Linked DNA regions of Gossypium raimondii: region 1 is linked to region 2. The links are chromatin contacts, called in public Hi-C maps. All regions are on one chromosome and are shown on one strand. Each heading gives the region's core, a stretch centred on a gene start, on an enhancer-like site or on the middle of the called end of the contact. The rest is flanking DNA. Distances are from core to core; before and after follow the strand shown.

Evidence for each region. Hi-C and Micro-C count contacts between places; a contact is called where the count stands out from the background.
Region 1: a Hi-C map of leaf shows a contact between it and region 2, with 4 times the contacts expected there. The contact joins the promoter of LOC105772745 here to the promoter of LOC105774203 in region 2. A contact is called at or near these places in 2 of 2 Hi-C or Micro-C datasets (both in leaf).

What each region holds. Positions count from the first base shown.
Region 1 is chr6:54,339,565-54,342,264 of ASM2569854v1, forward strand. It overlaps LOC105772745 (LIM domain-containing protein WLIM2b), which reads left to right and starts at 1,413. Exons shown (of 6, transcript XM_012594169.2): 1 at 1,413-1,649; 2 at 2,168-2,402. The coding sequence starts at 2,268. TRNAR-CCU (transfer RNA arginine (anticodon CCU)) reads left to right here and starts at 161; the gene lies at 161-233.
Region 2 is chr6:54,193,378-54,196,077 of ASM2569854v1, forward strand. It overlaps LOC105774203 (putative ABC1 protein At2g40090), which reads right to left and starts at 1,315. Exons shown (of 12, transcript XM_012596602.2): 1 at 1,033-1,315; 2 at 601-755; 3 at 349-474; 4 at 90-185. The coding sequence starts at 1,216.

The DNA of each region.
Region 1 (2,700 bases), core at 163-2,662, 150 kb after region 2:
TCAATTTTTTTCTTAGTAGCCGCTGAATATTGGATACGAGTTGTGTTTGAATTTTTAAATTTTCTGGGAGATCACATTCTATTCGGTTGAAATTGTGTCATATACAAAGATTGAACTTTTATAGTAGAATTATTATATAAATAGAACCTTGTATCAGGACGCGCTTGTAGCTCAGTGGATAGAGCGTCTGTTTCCTAAGCAGAAGGTCATAGGTTCGACCCCTATCTGGCGCGTTTGTTTCCATTTTGGGGTTTATTAATAAACAAATGTTTTAATCGGAACGATACAATTTATAAATAACTATAAAATGTTATTTCCGAAATTTTATTTATTGATAAAAATGTACTATCAACAACTTTTAAAGATTAAAATAAAGATATTTCTACTCCCTCCAGATTTCGTGGTAAAAATATTTATTGTTCCACGAGTTGCAAAATTATTAATGAGTTAACACCCATTGCACCCTTACCCAAACATCTTATTTACGTCGTGTGTGTTGACATATTTTGAACAAAAAGGAAAAGTAAGATGAAGAAGGCTGTATCTAGATTGTTTATGCATTTATTTATTTTATTGTTAAGTTTGATTGATTGATAGTGAGCTATTCAGGGGAGCATTTTTTTTTTTTTATATATGTTTCTTCTATTATGATGTTGACGCAATTTTGAGGAGTGTTACGAGCAATACCCACTGATTTTAATATTGTTCAGCCTCATAACTCGTTATATATGGAAATGGTAATTTTTGGTGACAAAATCTTTGGGCTATAATATTTGTTGATATTTTAGATGTGTGCAAACTCTTGTATGATACCCAAACTTGTTATATGAACTTATCATGAAAATTGGTTTGGATTGGATCAAGCAAATTGACTTCCTTAAGAGATTGGATTAGATCAGATATATTGGTAACATATCTCGAAGAATTATCTTTTATTTTAAACAAGCAACTCTCTTGTAGAGGTAAAAAGGTGTGAATAATTTTAGCACTTATTGTATTATTTAGAACTTGTTTTTTAGAATGCATTTTGTAAGTAATCAAATGAGTCATATGGTTTTTATCCTAAGTTTTCAAGTGATAGTGATCTAGAATTTAGGTTCGAAAGTGCTAATCTGGTAAGTGTTAGTGTTTATGATCACTTGTTGTACGTGATGTTGAAATAGTAAATTATCTCTCTGGGCAAAACCCCACGAATGTATTGATTATTTTATTCTTCACTAGTGTTTGAAGCAATTGTACTTCTGGTGGCACTGCTTTATTAATTTTGGACCTAATAATTTATAAAACAATAAGATTTTAATCATTATACAATGAATTGATGCTTATGCCTTCAATTCAATATTATAATAATAAATACATAAATAAAATAATAAATAAGGTTATCGTATCAAAAAATGGAATAAAATTCACTCTCTTTCGACATTCTCTCTCTTCCTCCTCCACCATCATCATATAATACACGTCTACAGCATCTGTTCGCTGCAAAAAGTACACAATCTCCCACTTCCTCTTTTACACTCCCTTCATTTTTGGTCTTTCAAACCCCATAAGCCCTTTTCACTCCTTTTTATACTCTCATTTTACGTTTATTTCTTCTTTCTTTCATAAATCCAGGCCTTCTTCTTCTTCTTCTTCTTCTTCTATCAAAGGTACATTCTTTTTAATTTCCCTTTCAACTTTCAATTTTAACCCATTTCTGTTTGCTTTATGTTACTATCTTTTCATCATTTCTTTCTCAAATTAGATCGACTCACTGGATTTTGCTTGGTTCATTTCTTTTCTTGTTAATTTTTAAGTCCCAGATCGGGGGTTTTGAGGATGCTAGGAAAATAAAATGAGAATGAACTCAAGTTTATCAAGTGTCTGAGGTTATATATATATATATATATATTGCGTTCTCTGCAAAAACTAATGTAAAGGTTTAGCCTCGTAGATTCGGGTGCATGTGTATCCGAATACCCATATCCGAATATGTATTGGACGTGATTTTGAGACATTGCTAAGAAATATGAAGCGTTAGCTAGGCAATAATGGCTTTATCGATTGCAATTTATGTTACCTTTAGACCAAAATTACTGAAGAATAAACTGATTTGAAGTTGTAAATTTGACATAATCTGATTCTGAATTGTGTTTTTGGTTGTTTGTTTCTTAACATCTTTGAGCAGTTAATATAGGCAAATATAAGAGAAGAAATCGAATTAAAGTTGATCCGTGGAACTAGATAAAGAACAGTACGATTTGTTTTGACCAAAGCACATTCGAGCCATGTCATTTATTGGTACCCAACAGAAATGCAAGGCTTGTGAGAAGACTGTTTATCCAGTTGAACTTTTGTCTGCAGATGGAGTTCCTTACCATAAATCTTGCTTCAAGTGCAGTCATTGCAAAGGGACACTAAAGGTTGCGTTTTATTAATCACTTTTGGTTGGTATGGATGAAAAAATAGTTTACAATGCTTGTTTTGTACATTGACCATGGGATATGATGCATCTATTGCCATTTATTGCATTTAGTAGCTTTTACTTATGTTACTCGGATTTGGGTATGAGCATATATCTCTATTATTACTTTCAATCATTTGTTGATATAGATGAAAAACTAGTGAACATGCTTGTTTTTGTACATTGACTAGGTTTAAAGCAAATGGAATATGCTGTATCTCTTGCCATTTATTGCATTTAATATTAGCTTTTAGTTA
Region 2 (2,700 bases), core at 65-2,564:
ATAAATCCTAATAATAACACCCAGAGGCCTAAATTTGTAGAAGTCAAATAAATAAAAATTCCTGAGGTAAAAGTAACAAAGAGTGAAACCTTCACAGCAACTTTTTGACCATCATGCGTACGAGCAATATGGACTTGCGCAAGAGAAGCACTTGCTATCGGTTTTGGATCAAATTCATCGAAAACCTGCATATGGAAAGCTAGTTTAAATGGACAAGTATACCCTCTACATGTGTAAAGAAACATCGATAGCATTTACTATATTGGAAAAGCAGTTATCCAACCTAAACAATCATTAAAAACAATTCAATTCTGCTTCTTAAAATTATGTTTTCAAAACAATACATACTTTATCAGGTGTCTCTCCAAGTTCCTTCTTGAAGACTTCACATACTTGATCATACGAAGAAACCGGACACTTATTCAACATCGACTCCCTCATTGTAAGAACATACTCCTGAGGAACTAGGTACTCCTACACAAATAAAAGAGCAAAATCTTTTCGAATCAAACCCATGACCGAATGGTATCTAATGAATCCAAAAACCAGATCAGCAAACTTCATATCGAAGACACAGAGTCGGCATTACTAAAAACATACCAATTGCCCAATATGTTGGCCAAGCTTGATATAAATTCCTCCATTTCTAAAACAAAGTTCTTGAAGCTTTCGTGCCGATCTTAAATGAACTTCATGTTTAATCTTAGCTCTCTCATTACTTCCTTCTGGCAGTCCCCATAATGAATACTGGTAATCTAATAGCATAATTCAAACGCGTCACCAAAATTTGAAATATATAAAAATATACCAGTACCCAAATTCTCAATTATTTGCTAAATTTCTATCTATGGCATTATAAAGAAAACAAAATGATCATCATCCCTTTAAATCTAACAAATTCAACTGATTTCTTTTTTTTTCAATGTAAGTTATATTTTTCATTCAAGATTGGAACTTTAAGCTTTTAGTTAACTATCTTAACAAAATGAAGATAGAAAATAAAATGTTACAATTTTCAAGATTTGGAGGTACCGAAGACGATAGAGGCAGCAGTTGCGGAGTCACGGAGAAGGCGGAGAGGGACGGCGGTGCAGAGCTTGAGAGCTGCGGCGGGGTCGTCAGAGGTGGCGACAGTAGCGGCTGCACCTCCCGTACAAAGGGCAGTGGCGGCAACCGCTAGCTTGGCGCGCGTACGCCAAAGGGATCGCGTTGCCATGGATTTTTTGGGATGGCCGCCCGCAAGACTAACGGGGACAAGCGAGCGAAAATAACTCTCCTATGTTTTACCGTCTTTCGGTTTTTTTGTTTTTTTGTTTTTTCCCCTTGTCTTGTCTTTATTTATTTATTTAAAAATTTGGGTTTGGGTTTAATTTGTTGGGGGAAATAGGCCAATAGCCCACAAAGTAATATCATTTTGTTGGGGGAAGATGGGTTTTCGTTTCCTTTAGTTGGTAGAGGTGTTTTGAAATATAGGGCTCGAGATAGTTCAAATAATGTAGTTTATTATTCTAAAATAATAAAATATAAAAATATTTTTACATTAAGGGTATATTTGTTTTAAAAAGAATTATCATAATTTTTTTTCAATATTTTCTGTGTGTTTGTTTCATTGAAATTAGCTTTCTAATAAATAAATAAATAAATTCATTTTCTTTAAATTAAATTATACTTTTGAAATGCGTAAACCATTTTTCGAAAAGGAACTCCTCATTCAACTAGAATGAAGGTTATTGTTGGGCTAAGCAATACGCAACATTTGGATTCAGATAAAGGATGACTTAAAGAGGCATTGGGCTATGAATGGGGGGTTGATAAGCTCATCAACGATACCAATTAGCTTGATGAGGTCGTTGTCGACTAAGACAATTCCTACCAACACTAGGTTAGGGACTAGCTCGTCAATAAAGATTGCACATGCTTGCGTGCAAGCTCGCTAATTTTAATTTCGGTGGTGGCTACTCAATGAGGGTTCCCTCGAGATAAATGGATACTCACCGTCAAGATAAAAAACAACAATTTGTTGGTTCTAAACTAAAGCATATACCACGAATCCGTGTCAAATTGACAATCTTGGATCAACTATTTAGTGATGACAAATTTGTGACACCAATGCCAGTGCCCAATCCACTGTGGACGTTCATGAACCCAATTCCAATTCGACTGACACTTCAAGTCACTATCTTAGACATTCTTTATGTCATTCTGCTCATTCATGATAAGTTGCCACATGTAAAATTGGCATAACACCCAATCACTATGTTGTTATTTGATGATGTGGAATCATATAATGACTTTGTAGGTTCTCTCCAATGAGTGCACCACCTCAACTACGACTCTCAAGTGCAAATAGCCTGAATGTCTTTGACCTAGTACAATGTCCACCAAAACTACAAATAATTATTTAAAGTTAACAAAACAATCAATGATGATAACAATCAATGTTAATATTTTTTATGTCATTGATGCAATAATTTCATCATATTTGATAAATTTCCGAAATGATCGAATTGATTATTCATGGAAATAAACAAATGTTATTCATTATCTCTATTATGTATTGTCTTTAATGGTTTTTGTAAGTAAAGCAAAATGTATAAGAAAATATTGGCTTATTGACTACCTAAGGTTTAACTAATATTAAGTTGCACTATATGAACAAATTATAATGTGAGAAGACAACTTACATTACTAGGTAATCGA